2 separate regions of the Hordeum vulgare genome follow, and region 1 is linked to region 2. A link is a contact called in public Hi-C data. All regions are on one chromosome and are shown on one strand. The core of a region is the stretch at or near the end of the contact, and the rest is flanking DNA. Distances in the headings are between cores, read along the strand shown.

Evidence for each region. A called contact is a pair of places that touch in the nucleus more often than the background predicts.
Region 1: a contact with region 2 is called in a Hi-C map of seedling, with 4 times the contacts expected there. The contact joins the promoter of LOC123447738 here to the promoter of LOC123447736 in region 2. A contact is called at or near these places in 2 of 6 Hi-C or Micro-C datasets (leaf and seedling).

What each region holds. Positions count from the first base shown.
Region 1 is chr4H:32,850,552-32,855,635 of MorexV3_pseudomolecules_assembly, forward strand. It overlaps LOC123447738 (probable U3 small nucleolar RNA-associated protein 7), which reads left to right and starts at 2,696. Exons shown (of 8, transcript XM_045124386.1): 1 at 2,696-2,963; 2 at 3,354-3,477; 3 at 3,597-3,686; 4 at 4,433-4,511; 5 at 4,993-5,084. The coding sequence starts at 3,364.
Region 2 is chr4H:32,542,454-32,547,683 of MorexV3_pseudomolecules_assembly, forward strand. LOC123447736 (mitochondrial import receptor subunit TOM6 homolog) reads right to left here and starts at 2,292. Exons shown (of 2, transcript XM_045124382.1): 1 at 1,971-2,292; 2 at 1-14. The coding sequence starts at 2,165. The coding sequence ends at 1,995.

The DNA.
Region 1 (5,084 bases), core at 1,446-3,945, 310 kb after region 2:
GTTTTGGATTTTTTTAGTGTTTGTTTTGATTTTTTTCGTCCGAGCGGATGCAGATGAGCTCGGGAGCCAAAACACGCCTCTCCCAAACTACCATTAGCAGTAGCAACTCACGAACATTCTACTAGTTATTAAATAATTATCCACAATGGGATCATAAATATTTGTACACGCACAATTCTTATTTGAGTGTTACATATTTTCTATTTTCTCTTGTTGATTCTGTTTAGATATAAAAATATTTTTTAGAGCGGTTGTTCCCCTACTCCATGGACCCGTGTCACTCAACGAAGTTGGTTGAAATGATGGTGTCGAAACATAAAGAAGATTATGGAAAGTAGGATTTGTGAAAAAATAATCATATTACAAGAATGGATAGATAGTGGGTAGTGCTTGTACCTAAGTACTTGAATGTGTTCTTCAAGATGCATAGAAATAAGAAGGCTACGATCTGAAATAAGAAAGCAATCACTTTTTGAGTGAAAAATGAACCTTGCCAACACAACTATGTACTCAAATAGTCCTTTACTATTTACTATTAGACTAGTAAATATGTCCGTGCGTTGCTACGGATTGATTGAAGAAGATTCTTCAATGTCAATTTTGTTTTCGTGACATCACTCAACCATTTAAATTGGTCCCTTTTGATATCCGGAAATCTTTGGATTTTGATATTAATAAATTAAATGCATGTGGAAATATCAATAAATTTGAGAGGACTCGCAACATGTTCTGACATAATAAAACTGCAATCCAAATACCTAGATAAAAGAGAATTTAGTTCTGACTTGCAGGAGTAAGAGAAAACACTTTCCCAACCTTACATGAGTAAGAAAATTAAATTTAGATCTGGTAAAGCAATTTTTTTTGTTTGTGCCTAACACATACAAAATAAAAGAATAAATCAACCAAGCCCATGCACCATCTTCTCCTAATTACCTCGTAGATGACTGCAAGAAACTATTTCTTTTGTTTCATTGTGAGAGGAGAACAAATCCATCTTATTTATCGCTGCCAAATACTATTATTATAACTATTTTTCTTCCATGACTGATGCATTACATATATTCTTTTCAGATGCACAACAATCACAAGCATTCGCGCATGAAGAAACTCGCTACAACCACGCCTAGTTTGCAACTTTGTATAAATAGGTTGGGCTTGATCTTGAGAAGAAATTCGCCTAAAATATGCTCATAATCTTGCTGGACAACACATGTATGTGTTCTTGCTTTCTAATTAATCTTCATCATGCTCTTGTCCCTTATTTTCAACCGAATGGGAGGCATCGCATTAGTGTCGCCTATGCTCTACCGAATGTTTTCGGTGTATCAATCTGGACGAAGATGCAGTGGCGTCGGCACGAGAAGGGGGACACAGGCATGTGCCATGCCAAGAAGACCACTAACGATGCAGATGTCGGGCCGCATCACCGTATAGAGCTAGTCGCCGCCTTCGCTGCGGCCATCGACCAGACCGACCATTATCCTTCCGAACAGTGGTAAATAGTAGATGCACTTCCACGGGGCTTTGCGCTTTGCGACGGCGTCTATCTGAGTTGCATCCAAATAGGACCAGATAAAAGGATCATCTCTTCTCTTTTGAATTAAGAATCTGATGCAGCACAAGTCCACAACGATGCAAACATGGCCACATGCCAATGCAACTTTATGCCAATTAACACCAAACAACAAAATCAACAACACAACACGCATGGTTAGGAGGTTACCGAGCCGGATGTCAAAACTCATGAACTGCTCGATCATGGCATTGTGCAGTTACAGCTCGCAGCCTGCCCAACTATCAAGGCCCCGCCAAGGTTCTTCACTCTGAATCGAACATCCCACATATCCATGAGAAACAGTGGGAGCCCAGAACAACCACTACAAGAATCTCAGTGAATCCCACCAAGAGCAGTGCATGTGTTCGATCTGCATAAGACGCTGTCGGCGCTTTGGTGTTGGAGTTGAACCGCCCAAGGCTCATCTCCAGCTCGATGTCCTCGTTGTTCGGGCTTGTTCCTCAATTTGTTACGAGCTTGAGGCGAGGCGAACGCTGTAGGTGTCCTGGTCATCCCTCGATTTGTCGCGAGTTGGCGGAACCGCCCAAATCTCGTCGCCGGCTTTGCGTCCTCGTCGTTCGTCAATATGTTGTGAGACCAGGTCAAGTCGGCCGCTGTAGGGCCACACCGCCGTCCCTCGATCTGTCATGAGTTTGGGGCGAGGCGACTGCTGCAGCTTCGCATCATTAGTGATAGGTTTCACGTTCCGCTCATTGGTTTCAGAAGAGGTGCTTAATATAGTCGTACTTGTATTTAGATCGGTCTCCTAATATTTCTCGGGATCGGTCTCCTAATGTTTCTCGGGCAAGAAAAGAAACGACACGGTATCTGTAGTACTGGGCTAGAGAATTTAACCGTGGGTAGATTGTAAGAAAGGTTAGGGACTTTTTAACAAAATTTACATGACAGACTAAGAATATTTATTTTATTTATTAGTAGGTATAGATTATTCATTTACATACACAAATAAATTTTACATAATGATCATAATATAGGTCGAGACGTGCGTTACATTACTATTTAACCCAAAAAAACTGAAGTAGTATCACCACCACAATGTTTAGGCCCATTGGGTTTCGCTAAAGGCCCGACTCCCGAGGCCTGAAGGCCGACGTGGTTCCTGTCCTGCCCTAGTTCCCCGAACGCCCACACCCGAGCGGCCGAGCGAAGAGCCGTCGCAGCGTGTCGCCGCCAGGACCGCCGCCCCGCCTGCTTCGCCACCACAGGCCCTCGCCAGCGCCTCCGCCGACGACACCGGCCCTCGCTAGCACCTCCGCCACCGCACTCCCTTGCTCGCCGTATCCCCACGCCTTCCTCCTCCTCCCCTCCAGCCTCCTGCCCCGCGCCGCAGCACCGGCAGCCCAGCACGTCGAAGAAGACCGGTGCCCGGCGCATATACTTCCAGGTTTACTACCATTACCAGTTTCTTTTCTGCGTGCCTCTTGTGCTTGGTGCTACGTATTCAAGATGTTACGCCGTCAAAGATTGAAACGCAACCCTGCTCAAAGTGACAGAGTCTGTAACTGAAAGTCCGCGTTTTCATGTTCTGTAGAATTTTCGGTTTTACTATCTCAGGCGCAAATTTCGGTTTTCACACCTCACTAACCGAAAGAGAAGCCGGGTCTTGTGGAGTAGCAGTCTGTTTATTCTTCCAATAGTAGCCATGCTAGAAGAATGTCGCTGCTGCTAATTTAACTTGGTCAATTTCTTGATATCCACTCGAGCTTTGTTTCCAAAAGATGCTTCGTTTGTATTTGCTCACGCATCCGTCTCACCATTTGTACTTTCCATCCAGGGTGAGCAGGATGGGGATCGCTGCCGCGGAAGACCCCAAAGAGACGAAGAACCACCAAAACTCTTTGGATGAAATGGAGATGAAGGTGGTCAAGTTTTCGCGGGGGAAGGCTGCTAACTTGGCGGTAGGATAATTACTCTCCTACAAGTGTACTCGTTGAGTCCAGCGCTCGTTGCTTTGCTATTTCTGCTGATTGAAAAGCGTGTATTGGCATTTTTTTGTTTCAATGTGATTTCGTTGCAGGCTCTGCGTGATAAGAAATTGAAAGGGCAGCTCGCCGGAAAAGAGAAGCTAATCGGAATATCTGCCAAAGCTGCTGCGCAGGCTGAAAAGGTGCGGTATTGTGAATTTGTTGTAGAATGTCTCTGTATTTGTTGCGGCAAACACATAAGTAGCTGAATAACAGTGAGCATGATACGATGGAATCTGGTATTCTGTACTGTTGACTTACGACAATATGGTATTTTATCATACAGCTCATATTTAGTTTTTCAATGGTCTTTAGCTGTTCACTGGCATAATGTGGATCTGTTTGGATGAAGTAATGGACTTGTATTTATAGGATTTACCCCACATGTTTAGTGTGACATGGGTTTATCTGGTGTTCTTCCCAAAGCGGTTCCAGTCAATGAAAGATTGCTTGGTATTTTTCGTATGTATCTACTGTGTAGGAAGTAAAATTACTTTATTGGTGATACTCTTTTTGGAGTTCCTTTAGGTTATTTCATACTACCTCATGAGTAACGATCGACATATCTACTCCCTCCATCCGGAATTACTTGTCGCACAAATGAATAAAAAAGGATGTATCTAGAACTAAAATACATCTAGATACATCCATTCTTATGACAAGTATTTCCGGACGGAGGGAGTATTATTTTTGTGCCTCTTTGATGGACTATTGCATAAACTTATGGTGCTTATTGGCAGCAATATACCACTGGACCCTTTGACATTTCCTGCTGTATCTTTTTTTACCTTATGCTTCCTGATCTTCGTACTTAACATATTTCGAATTTGACTTTTGCAAACATGGGAGACTTTCAATTTTACTGATTTGTTGCTAACTCAATTTGCAGTGGTTTTTACCTATTGAGGGGGGCTACTTGGAGCCTGAAGGTTTGGAAAAGACATATAGATATACACAGCAAGAGCTTGGTAGTAGCGTCGACATTTTGAGTTCAAGAAAACCATTTGATATGATCTTACCTGGTAAATATGTAATTATTTTGTGTTCTCTGAAGCTGTGCGACAATTGTTACATGATCCAGTACCAATAAAAACTACATACAATACAGATGTTGATGTGAAACACCATTGATGATACTTATGTTCTTGTGTGGTACAGTTAGCTGATTAGCATTTCCAAATTCAAGTATTTTATTCCCTGATACTTATTTGGTTTGTCTTTGTAAGACTTATACTCTTCTTATTGTGTACATAGAGTTATTGACACTATCAGAATTTTGTCATTAAACAGTTTTACTTATTTGAATGATAGGCGAGTGTTTTTCTGTGCTTGTATGTTCTGACAGATATATATCTTATATCTATATTGCCCCATTGATGAATGCTGAGTATCAACTTCCCTTATAATTTATGAAAATCGTAAGGGAGCTAACTAGCTTTTTTTATGCAGAACTTGGTCCTTATACTCTAGAATACACCTCAAATGGTCGCTACATGATAGTAGGTGGGCGAAAAGGTCATATTGGTATGATGGATATGTTG
Region 2 (5,230 bases), core at 1,042-3,541:
CATCCCAGTCATACCTAATAACAAGGATAAAACAAATAATCAGCAAGTGGCTTACTGCAATCCATAGTAGGCGCAAAACATAAGAATTCAAAGAGGTTAATGCAATATACAAAGTACAGAACAAAATCTTGCAGTGCAACCAACTGTTAATTGAGTTACCAATAACTTATACCAAGAGATAAAAGGCTATTGAAACTGGAAGTGGTGCCAGAACTGAGTAGTTTGCTTTTGTCCACATAACTTCCTACCATGAATAATATAATGAAAAAAATAACAAATCTCGGCAACTTACAAAGCAGATCACTGGGGAAGAAAAAATATGTCTAGTGACGTCAGAAATCAAGCAATGCAGAAACACATTATCATCATAGTCAGACTAATGGGCAGGGACAAGACACTGGCCTTGTCAATGTAATTCAATTCAATTAAACCTTGGCACTTAAAATGAATTGGGCATAATCACTATGTCTGTTTCAACAACTCAGAATGTTTAGTAAACATATGACCAATCAAGACCAACCTCAAATATGAATTTTAGTTCTTTCTAAAGCAGAAAGTAGTTAGCTTCTTCCTAACTTAAAATACAGTACAGTTTTTGCAGCTGATGTGTTGCTGGTATCATAATGATATGGTTAGAAGGTATCATTCAAACATATGAATGAATAATCCTAATTGCAATGGTCAATTAAAAGAAAGCTAAGCACAATCTTAAGAAAGCATTAAGACTGTTATTCTATACAATCCACACAAAAAAAAAATGCATAAGCATAACTGACAAAATTCCACCATTCCTTCTTCAGAAGCAATGTCAAGAAATAACAACCATTATGCAAGACTCAGCTTATGTACCACAAAGTCAATTCTACAAGAATTTTATGAAAGCATTTCATTTGATTCCCTTCAATGGAAGACTCGGCTTATGCACCACAAAGTAGAACAGAATGCTAAAAAGGAAAAATAATATTCAGAACATACTGAATACTGCATTAACGAAACCATAAAATACAGTTATCATTGTTCTCAAAAGGAGCCAAGTACCATCGATTTAAGGTCAACATATGTAATTATCATCTAAAACAAAAAACTTCTTATCCATTGGCCAAAATTTAAAAAGATAACAGATGACAGCAAGAAGTGCAACTGTGATCAAAACAGATAAATACTCAAACTGACTGCATTTAATAAAAAAAGGGATATAAACCAATTAAGCAATCTTCCAATCACACACTAACAATACTGCTAAACAAGAGATCATAACACAGTTTGAGAATGGTAAATCAGCTAAAGATGATAACCAATTCAATGTCACAACCTATCTAAAAGCTAGTTGGACTCTTTAAAACATGGTATAATCTTTTTTGGGCCAAACGACTATCTTTGTCTTTTTATGCTATAATAATTACTTAATTAGATTGTTATGAAAAAAAAAATCCTTTCTATCTACATGTTGAAGGTCATTAGTTAGGTTACATAATTTCTCGATTTGCAAATCAGCATTCCTAAACTTCAAGATCATAAATAAAAAAGACAGATCACCTGCTTTACAAACGAAACCATAGAATTCTAAAAGCATTACCATCCCTAGAATATTAAGGACACTCATGATGTAAACCAAATCAAACGATGACCACATAATTCACCGCTATTTTTGTTGGGAAATCTACCCCACTTAACTTGCCGAAATACCAGTAAAGCGGAGTGGACCAAGCATCATGAAACACTGAATCTGGCTCCCAACAAACGACCACGAATCTAACTAAATTCAACACAGCAGCATATACGGATTGGTACCCACGGTGTCCAGGGTGACCGCGAATAATCCAAACATGCAGGCTCACATCGAAACCGATCGAGTACCAAACCCTACGACCAAACCGCGCGGTCCTAGAACGGGATCACACACGCTGACACGCACCGCACCCAAATCGACCAAACCCTAGAGGAAGAGCGTGTGGCGGGATGGTGCTCACCTCAGGGGGGGGCGGGGGGCTGAGCTAGAGCTCGAGCTTGAGCTCCGTCATGCCGGGCTCGCGGTTGAGGAAGTGGAGGATGTAGGGGGCGGCGCGGATGGCGGCGATGCAACCGGCCATGATGTAGAGGTGCGAGCGCAGCTCCTTGTACGCCGCCTCCTTGCTCGGCTTCCGCGGCACCGCGCCTAGAAACATCCTGGCTGCCGCCGGCGGCGAGCTCCTCTCCGGATTCGAGGGTTGGGGATCTGGAGGCGGCGAGGCTGCTGCTTAAACCCTAGCGCGATGCGATTGCGGTGGCTCTAGGGAGGAAACCGGCGAGGTCCCTGGGTCGGTCGTATTTACGTCCGTGGCCCTGGGGAACCCGACGGCGCACGATGGGCCCGGCCCAGTTACCACGGTTTTGAGTTAGAAATCTTTGAGAGCCCGCTGGTTGGAAACTAATACTAATAGATTCATCCTACTTATTTTCTGAGGGGTCTACAGATAACTGCAAAACCCAATCAAACATTAAGCAGAACAGCCGGGGTAATTAGGCCAGCAGCATGGACTTCACCAGAGGCAGGCCATGTTAAAATCAATTCTGACGCGGGCCGTAACGAGCGGTGAGGGATAAAGAGCAGTCGCGGCAGTGTGCCAAGATCAATCGGGAGCGTCTTCGATTACCTTCGGAAATATTGTTGATCCAGTTACTCTTGAAGCGATGGTCTTGACGGAAGGTTTGGCTTTAGCTGATGATTTATACGAGCAAAGAAAACGTGCATGTTGCCTCAAACTCCAAAACTGTCGTGGATGACATCTATCAAGAATGGAACTTCGTTGGCGTATGGTGACATAGTACATGAAATAATAGATAGGTATTGGAGTTTTGTTTCTTGTAATTTCGCCCAGGAGTATATGAGCTCGATTTTCGAGGCTCACAATCTTGCTAAGCACTCTTTAATGCTCGGGGCTTGCTCGTCATGTATGGTTAGGCCGGTCGGGAGAGCTTCGTTTCTTACCTGTAAATATTGTATCGAGGTGAATAAAGCTTAGCGAGTTTGTCTAAAACAGGAGATTCCTTGCGTAGGTCGATGGGATATCTCGTAACGCACAAATCATGTTGGGCCAGTTCGGTTCCATTGTTTTATATGTGCTTCTCGCCAGTTTTCGAAAGGCTCTATAAAAATGGTTGTCTATCGTGTGCACTAGGGCATTTGGTTTTATCGGTGCAGCGATCACTATGACTTACATTTGTAGCATTTAAAAACACAAAGAAGAATGGTGTAGATGTAAGTTCGATACATATGTGTTACTCCCTCCGTTCCTGAATATAAGTTTTTTAGAGATTCCACTATGGATTGTATACATATGTATATATAGACATATTTTAGAATGTAGATTCACTCATTTTGCTTCGTATGTAGTTCATAGTAGAATCTTTAAAAATATCTATATTTAAAAACGGAGGAAGTACTATGGTATAAAGTTTCACATCCAAATTTCAAATAAATATCTAGAAACAAAAGGAAGAAATCAAAGTGTGAACAGTAGCTAATGTTAATTGGATTGAATTCGGTCCATTTTCTTATCATCAACAAAAAATTATATTTTCGTTTCTCATAGTAGGTTTCGACTTTAGATCTGAAAATTTTATAGCATGATGTAATATTGTTAGTAGCACCAGATATTTCCCCTCTATAACCTTCCCACGTATGTTTCTCTTTCATTTCTGTGTTTTTATTCTGTTTTTTTCTTCTTCTCTTCATTTTTCATTCATTTTTTTTGTTTTTTATTTTTATTTTCAATTTCACGAACATTTTTAAACAAAATAAAAAATGTAAAATCATGAAAAATTCTTGAATTCACTAAAATATTTCTTAATCGCGAACATTCTCTAAACTGTTGAAATAAAATAAAAATAGGAAATATTTCGAAAAATCATGAATATTTTTTCAATTATTCGAACATTTTTTTTGAAATACGGAAGAATTTTAAAATTTGTAAACATTTCTAAGTCCAAGAACATTTTTTAAAGGTGAGGAGTTTAAAAAAATTGGAACCCCTTTTTGCATTTCAAGAACACGTTTGTAAATGTAAACGAATTATTCCAATTTGAGAACATTTTTTTAAATTATTGTCTCTTTTTTCCAAATTCATGAACATTTTGAAATGCTAATAAAGATATTCGTGAACATTGTTTGTAAATTCGAAAATATACTTCAAATTTGTGAAGTTTTTTTGGAATCTGAGAATATTTTCTAAAATCCTTGAACTTTTTTAAAAATTCAGAACATTCTCCTAGTTCATCAGTTTTTTTTTTTTTGCATATGAGATTCATGAGCGTTTTTCACAGTTAGGGAAAGAAAAAAAAGGACAGGGGACTAGGGAGCCGGGATTGCACAATTACTCGGTTTCCCTTGGGCAACGCGTGAAATAAGTGATCACGTCCAGGAGCGCTCCTATCTGCCACGTAGACAACATATTGGACGCCCATTAGCATCAATTTGTTTTTTTTATATTTTGCAAATAGGAGAGGCTCTCCTTGCCAAGCATAGTTTTTTGTTCTTTCTCTTCATTTTTAGTCAGTTTTTCAAAAATAAAAATGTTATCATTTTTTTAAAGAGCTAGATATTTTAAAAACTCTTAAAATAATATAATGTTTCATAAAAAATTCACTGTGTGTTTTTATATAGGTTCAATGCGTATTAAAAGAATTCGCCTTATATTAGAAAATGTTCAGTACGTATTAAAATTGTTCATCATAAAAATTACAAAAAATCATCTTATAGTATTAAAAAGGTTCAATGTATACTACAAAAAGTAATAAGTGTGCATTAAAACAATCTTCATCATATATTAAAGAATTGTACATAGTGTATTGAAAAGACAGAAGAAAGGAAAAAAAGAAATAAAACCATGAAAAATAACTATCAGAAAAGTTGCAGCGGAAGTACAGAACAGGAAAAACTAGAAAAAACCCTGAACAGGGTTGACCCAACTCACATTTGCCAATGGGCATTGCAGTGTTTGTTTGCCGCGCATAGGCGACGAATAAGGTTGGCCTTTGACGCAATACACACCGAGTCTCGAGCAAACACGCACATCTCCTTACTACACAGGATGGCCCACTACCATGTTTCGGTCTTCTCCCGTCGTTGACTTGAATCGATCAACCACGATAGCGAAGCAATCTCCGTAACACGGCTGGCACATTGGAGCAAAATGGGAGTGCCATCCTTTCGAAACTTCTCTTATCTAAGAGCACAATTAGGTCAGACGTA